Linked DNA regions of Mus musculus: region 1 is linked to region 2. A link is a contact called in public promoter capture Hi-C data. All regions are on one chromosome and are shown on one strand. The core of a region is the stretch at or near the end of the contact, and the rest is flanking DNA. Distances in the headings are between cores, read along the strand shown.

Region 1 (4,558 bases), core at 600-3,099, 260 kb before region 2:
TCCAAACAGTCACATTCTTGAATATTGAGGGTTAGGGCTTCAACACAGGAGTCTTAGGGAACACAACCCAACCCTGGCAGCCTCCGCTCCATTGCTCCATCGAGAGCCACCTTTGTCTATGACTGTCTTAACGCAACCTCCGCCCCCCCTTCCCCCCAAATCACTGGCAAAGGGCCTGTAGGGCAGTACAACACACCTGAGCATCCCAGGAGTAAGGGGTACTGAGAAGAGCAAGAAAGCTGTAGTCAACCCCCACAAATTTCCTGAAAGCATCCAACCGACTTCAAAGAGAGGCCCGCAGCCTGGAAGCATCGTCTAAGGTCTGAGGAAATCAGCCAGTGCTGCTCTGGAGTGCACAATTTTTCCCATTTTGTGGGGTTGATCCTTTTCACTAAGATTTCAAGGCAGTGAAATCAACAGGCCCCAGGAAATTTGCATACGGCTACTTAACAGCAATTCTGTCTTTTTTTTTTTTTTCTTAAAGAAATAAACAAATCCACAACTCCCGATCCATTGGGCGGGAGGGACGACCCTGGGAGTTAACAGTTCAAACCTTTACAATTTTTAAAAACCCAGCAGCTTTCCATAACAAAGGGCAAAATTCGCAAACAAATTACCTTCCTCTCTGCTCCCGGCCTGGTGTTGATAACACAGTTAGGCCACCACTGAATGGCGATCCCCACAGAGCCAGGTCCCCCAAGGTCTTCAGAGAACAGCATGGCTTGGGATGTAAGAGTGCACTCTGCTTTTCAAGACTCCAGCTAACAAGTGGCATTATGGGAAACAGGGAAGGAGACTGGGCAGAGACAGCCAGGAGCTGTTGTCCTTGTGGAAAGGTCCTGGAAGAGACGGGAAGACAGGTGCATCATGGGTAGGTGTTCCTGTGCACATAGCCCAGGGGGAGACAGGGTTTGAAGACAAGACAGGCCTCTCCAGCAGGCAGTGCCCTTGGGACCTGCTTCTAGAGACTTAACAAGACTTAGGCTCAAGCTGGCCCTTAAGCAGCTCTGAGCCCAGCAAGGACAAGGAACCAGGAAGCCCAGACAACTGAGGAGGCTGAGATACATCTCTCAAAGTTCCTGGGAGCTCAGTCTAAGAGGGAGGTCCCTGTGATGCTGAACCCCAGTTCCTCTCTCCTCAAAGAACATCCTGGCTTTGACAACCCAGTGAAGCCATCTTCAGTCAGGACACACAATCCCTCTCCCATGTGCCTTGTTTCTACTGGGCGTTTCTAAGCTGTAGTCATTCTCACCAGAGCTATGATCACTGAGGGGTAAGGATAATTTTCGAGTTCCCCCCAGCTCCTAGCAGCTTCCAGTTTGTTGGTTCTCAACACATGGATGAAGGATGCTCACCAAGATGAGAGGACACATATTGGAAGATAGGGCCCTTGCAGTCGGGGGACAGATCAGAGCTGTATTACCCAAGGGGGTCTGGTTAAAAATGCCTGGGAAGTAGGAAATTTAGGGCCATTCCCAAAGAGCCAGCCCTCTCACACGCAAAGGAAGTGAATCTTCCCTAGGGGGAGGGGCCTCTGCTGCACATCAGTCTATTGAAGGGTTCGGCTAGACCGTGAGGTCAAGAGCCAGCCAGCCTGTTCTGGCTTTCCTTTTGGTGATGGGTCTCAAAGGTCAGGACCCCCTCTCTCCCACCAGTGTGCTGCAGAGAAAGTGCGATGGAGAACCCAGTTCTTGGACCTGACCGAAGGGACCGTTTAGACAGTCATCGCTCTGGATCCCAAAGGGTTAAGGAGCAAGTGCCGAGGGCTTTGTTCAGGGGCATCTCATCAGATGTTAACCTACAGCCTGTCCCCAATCCCTTCCTTATGACTGTGATTAGTGTTGCGGGGATGAATAGGCCCTCGGATTCCTATGGTAACCTTCAGAATGCATTCCTTGGGCGGGCTCTGCCTCCAACAGTAATTACATTCCTAACTCAGGCCCAAACAGCATGCTAATTAGCTGCTCGGGAGCCTGGCTTCAGGTCCCTGAGAAAGGGGCCGGAGGAGGCCACTTCTGTTTACAAGATCCTCTCCTTCCCTTCCTCATATGAGACAGGATCCTGGGAGATGCCCAGGGCACCAGGGTCAGTCTACAGGGCAGCGCAGCACCAAAGCCTCTCACACATTCTTAGTGACCCGGGGAAATCACCTTGACCATGCCCTTAGGGTGTAAGGGTCTACACAAGGCCTACCCAGCCTCTAACCCCAGGGAGTTACTGTCTGCCCGTTTTCTGATGCTAGACCCCTGGATGCAGGACCCAGGGCCAAGAAGGGACTGGAGCTTACTTTTGGCCCAGTCTCTTTCCAAGGGGTGCCAGCCCCATTCCTTACTTAGCACATTGATCCAGCTATGTTGGCTAAGCCAGGGGAGCCGAGAGCTCATTCTTGGGGGAGAACCACCCCCAGCTGACAGAAAGCCAGGCTGGAAACTGCTTGTGTGAGGGAGGGGCAGGCAGTATTTGCAGACAAGAGATTGGCTCTTCAGATAAGTTGGGGTAGGGGAACATTTTGTCTGGAACCTAAGAAAGAACGGAGGATGTAAAAGACAGGAGCCGGTGTGGCAGAGAGTAGGAGATACCGCCTGGGGGTCATTGAGAGCCTGGTGCCTCCAGAACCGAATGCAGGCCATCAGTGAGGGCTAGAGAGGGTGAGGGGTGGGGGTCAGATGGAGGGCCTGAGGCGAGCGAGTGAAAGGTAGACCTGCTTTGCTCCAGGTGTTAGGGGAGGAGTGGTCTTCAGCAAGGGAGGGGAGTGAGTCAAGTTCCGTTGGTGGAGTGAAACAGTTGGTTCTCCTGCCAGGGCCTGGGGTGCCAGGAAGGGGCAGAGGCTGGGATATTATGGGAGGGCAGGCCATTGAATGGCAGGAAGTGCTGGTGGGACATGCAGAAAGATCTGCTTCTTATTCCTGAATACCAGTCGATGGCCAGAATTGACACGGGAAGGGGCATGTTTGCTGAGCTGTAGGGCCAAATGGGCACCAGGGTGGTGGCACTGCCCATTGCTGGGCCTCCACAGGTGGGCAGCGGGCTTGTAACAGGCCAGCTCTGGCCTGGCAGGTGCTGTTTCCTGCTGGACAGGTCCAGTCCCATGATGCTTATTCTGTTCAACATAGCCTTCCTCACTGTCCCTCAGGGCAAGGACAGTGGGCATCACTGAGTGTTGATGTCTTCTGTTACCCTGTCCTCAGATGAGTGCCCAGGCTGTGGTTTCTATCACTTAGAGTTGTGGAGGGATGGCCTCTGACTGTGCTGTGCGTACAAGAGCCTGTCCAGCTTGGCTCCTGCTGGTGTTTCAGACTGCTGATCTTGGAGACCAGTCGGGTAGGTTGCAGATGGCTCGGCCTACATGCAGCAATGGGGGCTGTGGCTCCTACCTCGAGTAGCCAGGCCCCAAGGAGCTTGGATTTTGCACCCAGGTGGTTTAGCGTATGGGGCTTAAGGAAGGATTAGCTGGCTCAGGATCTGGAAGCCAGCGGATCCTCGGTGTCAGTCTGCACTGCTAATTCTACTGTAAATAGAGCAATCTCTTAAGTATATATCATTTAATGCTCGGCAGGGAGCCCACAGATCTCCCTGACAGCAGTCTCTTCTCTTCACACCTGCTGGTTAACTTCTCTGGTCTCAGCCCATTTCCCTGTGGCAGTGTTTGTGGTGAGCCTGTGAGGGTAACACAGTAATTATAGAAAGTGCTCTGGATAGATTCTCGGCTCCTATTGTCCTTTCCTGCCCGGCTAACACCTTGGCACCACCTTCCCTTGTTAGGAAGACACATGATCCCTGAGAACTCGGCTGGCCAAGTGTGGGCCACCTCCCCAGGGTGCCGGCCCCTGTTCCTAGGTCTTGGTTCCTTCTTCAGTTCAGCCAAGGTTTGGGTCTTACTCAGTTTGACATCTACCAAGCTCCTCACACAGTGGCCACTGCAGGCCCAGCCTGGCACTGGGCTCTGTTGGGTGACCTACCCACACACAGTGCAGGTCAACTTAGGCAAAATCTGAGGCTGAGAGGGGATCAGATGGTTGGGGAGCAGGTTCAGTGTGGCTGGTGACAGGAAGCAAAGAATGAGCCATACTGTCCCTGATCGTGACAAACCCGTGAGTCGGGGGCTCTTACCATCCTGGCTTTATGGCCTGATTTTACACTGAATCATGCCAAGCAGGCACACCAGCTCTGAGCTATGTCCTCAGCCCAGCTGTTGGAGTGTGATCACCACTTGCTAATAACAGGCTGATGGGTGTGTGTATACTGTGTCACCGATCTCTGCCCTGGGAGTGGACAGAGGTCCTGAGAGACCCTGGTATTGCTGTTGCTCGAGGCTTGAACTCAGAGAAACACACATACAGACTGGCTCTGGACTCGCTAATCTGGAAGCCACAGTGTAGCTAGCTCAGACCTAGGCTCCAAAGCAGTTTGATGCAGTTATAAGCCTAAGGACAGAGTACAAGACGACAGCCCTGCGCTTAAGCTCCATGGGTGGAGACGGTGACCCCTTGGTTGCTCCTGCATGGCTTCTTGGAGACAGTATTGGAAATAGAAAAAGGCAAAACAGAGACATGTCAAA
Region 2 (5,228 bases), core at 469-2,968:
GCGGCCGTCCCCACTTCTGTTCCACCCCCAGGTAACAACCACTATGGGCCTCTGAGATGGGAGTACTTAGAGACGCTGTGTGAACAGGCTCTGGGACTTAGGTTTCTGGTTCCCAAGAGGCAGAGGGGACTTTCTGAGATCCCACAGGTCATTGTGGACCCGGAACACATAGGGAAGGGTTGCTCTCATAAGGAAGCACTTGGGTCTGTCTAAAGGCCTCTTGCCCAAAGGAGCCCCACAGTTGCAAGGACCCCAGGCCCTAAGAAGGGATGCATTACTGATACAGGTGCCAAGAGGAGCAGAGTTTTGGACACAAGGAAACAGATGTTGGGGCTAGTATTCCTGCAGTAGGCCATACCTTAGCATTCTTCAGTGAAAGGACCAGAGCAGGTCTTCGTGAGAAGGGGCAGGGGGGAGACTGAGCAGGAAGGAACCGTCCTAGGGACTGGAAGGGAAGGCTAGCAGTCTACAAGTCAGGTATAGTGCCCTCTATCCTGCTAATGTCCCTGCCTGTGCCCCCAGGCCACATGCCTCCTGGGGAACCCACAGCCCAAGGCAAAGTCCTTCAAGTATCCCAGACCCCAGTCCTCACTGCATGAGGTCTGGCCCCCCTCCTGTGAGCTGCAGGTCACCGCCCTTAAGCCTCCCTCACCAACAGGGAATCTTCAGGCCAAAAAACCTGCATGGGGCATTGTTCTTCTCTGAGCTTCCCGCCTTGGGTAAGCCCCAGCCTGAAACCTGTACCCTGGCTGAGTTCACAGCTAAACTTAGAGCCTCCCATTGTTCCATGGGGCCGCGGAGTTTGGTTAATAGCTTCCCCCAATTTTCCCAGGGCCGGCTGGAAAAAGCCGACCAGGCAGCCAGGCGTATCCGGTGTTTGTGTTTGTACTAGGAGCTCACGGGAATGTCTGATGGGGCAGAGCAGGCCAGGCAGGCAGGACCCACCCCACCCGGCCTGAGGAAGAGAGGCCTGTGGGGGGCCAGCTGCCCATTGTCCCTCCTGCCCACTGCTCCCATGGGCCAACCTCCTCTGCCTGCCCTTGTGTCCCAGGCCAGGACGAAGAGGCAGAAAGGTGGTGACTTGTGGTCACCAATTAAATGGTCTGAGGCTAGCTTGGCTGCCTGTGTCACTCAGATAGAAGAGCCTGGCAACCATGCAAAGAAGGTTTCCACAAAACAGGCATCCGTGCTATATCCATAAGCTATCATTAAGACTTATGGCCAAGAGCCTCAGTGTCACCCTGAGAACCTACCTTTCAGGTGTTGAAAAAGGCACTAGAGAGGCCAGGTAGCAGCCTAGAGAGCCAGGCAGTTCCATCTCCAGTGAGCATGGACGCAGAAAGTGTATGTGGTATGTTCTGATGAGGGTCATGTGTCAGTCCTCTATTAACAAGGCAAAGCCTGCATCTCTGTTGCCTGCACAGAGCCGTCCAGTGGCCATGGGGAGGTCTCACCAGGGTGGCTGGGCAAAGTGTCCATCCATTCGCCGCTTTCTGTGGGCTTCTGTTACAGCTGTACTGCTGTTTCCCCAGATACCAAATGTCTCCGCCACTGTGTTATGAGGCTTCCAAGTAGCGGCAGTACAAAGCCCTCCCTTCCCTGTTGTCAGTGCCCAGCAAACAGCCCACAACGATGCGTTGGGCATCCCAACAAGGTGCCGAAGGGCTTCGTGGCTGGAGTCGTGCAGAAGGATTACAGTCATGTGACATGCAGCCTTTGTTCAACCATGGGCAGCTGGGTCCTGGATTCTGACATCAGTGAACAAGTGCCTTGTGTTTGGCGCTAGCACTAAGCAATAAACACTCCCGGGAGGCAGCTGGCCATGGACGGGAGCCTGGATCGGGAGGTGATACCTTGTCTGCTCATTCGTCCATGTCCCCCTGGTGTGTGCAGTGGGGTCTTCATCTAGGCTCAGTTTCTCCCAACACTCACGGCACTCTGAGAGGCTGAACCCTTTCCCTCTGTCTTCAGTGGTACCTGCCCCACCCCGTCTTCTTTTGCCTCTCTCACCTGCCCCCATCTCTGTGGTCTGCCAGATAAAACGTGCCTTCCGGGATAGACATTTAGCAGAGGTATGAAGAGAGCCTCTCATGGTTCCCTTGGCACAGGTGGGGAGAGGTACAGCTTCAAGGTCCCTGTCACCAAAGCCTTAAGTCTCAATGGAGCCTGCATAGCCTGGGGTTTTAACCAATTTCTGCCTACCATACTGAAAAGACCACTCACTCCAGATGACCCTGGATTATAGTCCCAATCCTAAGAAGGACAAGAGCAGAGTAAGCTGTGGCTGTAATTCCAATGGCCATCCAGAGGTTATTGATAATAATTAGACACAGGGACCCCCGGGTGCACGCTCTCTGAAGACAGACGGCAGTTATGCTGAGTCATCGATCTCTCCCTCCCTGTGCCCGCAGATGTCAGCCATAGAAACCATGACGGAGAAGCTGGAGAGCTTTGCAGCCATGAAGGCCGACTCAGGCAGCTCCCTGCAGCCCCTGCCTCACCACCCGTTCAACTTCCGCTCCCCACCCCCAACGCTCTCGGATCCCATCCTCAGGAAGGGGAAGGAGAGATACACGTGCAGGTGAAACACCGAGGGTCCCTTGGGGGCTGGTGGGAAGGGGCCGCGCGCGCGTGCACACACACACACACACACACACACACACACACGCACGCACGCACGCACGCACGCACGCACGCACGCACGCACGCGCGCGCGCGCGAACTTGCTTCTGGAAAAGCCCAGAGTTGCAGTTCCAGTGAAGCAGAGGTTGAGCGGACAGGCGCCCCATCCGCCCGAGGCCGTGTTTGCGCATGCGTGATCTGGGTAGGCTTCTAGAACTGTCCTCTCGGCTGTGTTATCTGGGCCCCGCGTGCAGCTTAGTTAAGTTCAGAGGCCAGAGAGCAGCTGCGCAGCCTGGGCACAGTATTAGGAAGGATGGTGAGCCTGGTGCTGAAGCCATTGCTCGCGGTTTTGGGAGTTCATGCTCCCGGGCTCCCTAGCTGATCCCAGCCACTGTGGCTCCCAGGACTGAGGGCATGACGCTGGTCCCTCCACTCTGTGCTTTGTGAGATGTCTGGGCTCAAGGCAGAGTAGAGATGGTAAGGATGCTGGCGAGACCCCAGTAGGAAGCCTCAGAGTTGAGCTCTGGATGAACAGAAATCTGGAAAGGGGCCGTGTGGACTACCCTAAAACCTCTCCTCCTCTCTTCCCTCTGCCTCAGGTACTGTGGCAAGATCTTCCCCAGATCTGCAAATCTCACAAGACATCTGAGGACACACACAGGGGAGCAGCCATACAGGTAGGATCAACGTCGTGTTGGTATCTGAGGGATTCCCCCTACTAGTTTGTGTGCACCCGTAGTCCCATTCTTTCAAGGAAATGCCTATAAGATCCACCCACAGGGCTGGGGCCACCAGAAAGACAGTGGACAGAGGCCTGGCTCTGACACTTTCTGCCTCCATCTCCTGGCCCACCACCCTCCATCTCTAATGTAAGGAGAAGGCAGGGACTATCCAGGAAATTGATGGAAGTCTCCTTCCATACTCCCAAAAGAGGATGTGAGAGAGCCTGTCTCCTGTATCCAAAGTGTCAACCAGGGCAGGCATTCAAAATCAGGGAGGGGTGTGACTTGAAGCTAGAGTCTCCACAGGTCTCTGGGAGAACCTTAGCTAGCCAGTCCCCCACCTAGTCCTATCTCTGTCACGACAACCATTAAGCCACCCCCTCCCCACGTGTGAGCTCTTAACAAATATGGGGTATCCTTGATTCCCTAGGGGAGCCCTGAGTGGGGAGACTACGCATGTGTTACCAAAGTATCTTGGGACATGGACAACCTCCCAGGGGATCCCTGTGTCAAAAACGAGGGGCTATAGCTTAAACACGGCCTGAGATTCTTCAAGGGTTGGAACCGAAGGCCACTTCTGCCTACTCTTCTGACCCCAGTCCCTGTCCTCTTTGTCCTTGAGCCTTTGTTTTTGCTCAAGAAGGTCTGAGGAGGACGCCTTTTCTTGTCATGCTCTCCCCTTCAGGGAGTAGGCCTTTTAAAACCGAACTTGGGCAATTGTCACCCTGAGACAAACAGGGAAATGGCCACTTCTCTGCCAGGACCAGTTTAGCAACACATTCTGGGGTGTGTCTGGCTGGCTAGGGCTTTGGGAAACAAAGAGTCTGGCTTGCTTTTAGACCGATGACATTAGACTCCTGTACCGTGCCCACACATAGCTTGTGCCACCAGGAAGTAGCCACGTGATGATAGAGCCCTGAGGACTCCTCTTGTGCCCCTCCTTGTGGCAGGGATCCCATGTGGGTGTGATCCCCAAGCCCCGCTGGGGTACACAGAGCATCCCTGGTGGCCACGGGCCCACATCTGCGCCGGTAAATGACCGCTCTTTCTAGTTCTGTGTCCCATGCTCCCCAGCCGTCCCTGACACGCAGCCCCCCTTGTCTGCTCTCTGAAAATAGTGACTTACAACTTAACAAAGGCAAGCAACAGAAAGATTTATTTGGTCTGGTCCTCGCCCAGAAACGAGCCCTGTGTTTTTTCTGTAATGAGAGCCGACTCCTGGACAACGTGTCGCGCTAAGAGCCCCCAGAGGGTAGGGGCCGTGTTTATAGAAGAATTTAATTATCATTGATTTCTTTTGCTCCCTCCAATCTGAGAGTTTCGACTTTGGTAACAATAATTGCTTTGCAAGTTTGTGTTGCAAATCCTGGCTTTATCTGGCTCGAGGCAGGCCTTCGCCAAGGGGTTTAAAGCGTGCAGCGTGCCTCTTGATACTGCTAGGGACCTTGCCTAGTCTTTCTTTGATAACTGGAAAGAGTTTAAGTTGGAACTGGAGAATGTATAGCCCAACCTAGGAATCCATTGCACAGGGCTTGGCAAGGATGCTCAACTCCCACCTAGGTATGATACCTACCTTAGTGTCAGTATGCATATGCACGGTCACTGTGTGTGCATGTCGGTATATGTATCCTGCAGAGGCTGGGGCCCTCCAAAAGGCAGATGAAGAGGGTTACCTTGAGTTATCAGGACGCTGTTGGAAATTTCTCAGTTTCTCACATGTCCCCTGTGTCCTGACCTCTGGGATGGCCTCTGCTTTTCCTACACATTCTAGACAGGGAACAGCCCTTTACACACAACTTACCCTGGCTTTGGCGTCTTCTCCTGGAGTTGGAGAAAACATACCTAAAGACACTCTTACGTCCTAAAACACCAGCATGCAAGTTT

Evidence for each region. Promoter capture Hi-C pulls out the DNA fragments that hold promoters and counts their contacts.
Region 1: a promoter capture Hi-C map of neural stem cells shows a contact between it and region 2. The contact joins two enhancer-like sites. A contact is called at or near these places in 1 of 39 promoter capture datasets (neural stem cells), 1 of 484 Hi-C or Micro-C datasets (nephron progenitors), 5 of 115 datasets of contacts at active chromatin or transcription factors (embryonic basal ganglia, embryonic stem cells and neural tube) and 3 of 9 other capture datasets (embryonic stem cells, liver and pancreatic islet).

Annotation. Positions count from the first base shown.
Region 1 is chr4:154,597,467-154,602,024 of GRCm38.p6, reverse strand. All of the region lies in intron 1 of Prdm16 (PR domain containing 16), which reads left to right. Among named protein-coding and RNA genes, the nearest start is that of Gm52689, 19 kb to the left of the region's middle. Within about 2 kb of position 1,849, at least 43 of the 459 cell types and tissues checked have an H3K27ac peak or open chromatin away from gene starts, as enhancers often do. A contact at or near this core is called in neural stem cells, where this site is marked.
Region 2 is chr4:154,332,446-154,337,673 of GRCm38.p6, reverse strand. Prdm16 (PR domain containing 16) reads left to right here. Exons shown (of 17, transcript NM_027504.3): 10 at 1-31; 11 at 2,412-2,581; 12 at 3,222-3,299. Among named protein-coding and RNA genes, the nearest start is that of Arhgef16, 35 kb to the right of the region's middle. Within about 2 kb of position 1,718, at least 79 of the 459 cell types and tissues checked have an H3K27ac peak or open chromatin away from gene starts, as enhancers often do. A contact at or near this core is called in neural stem cells, where this site is marked.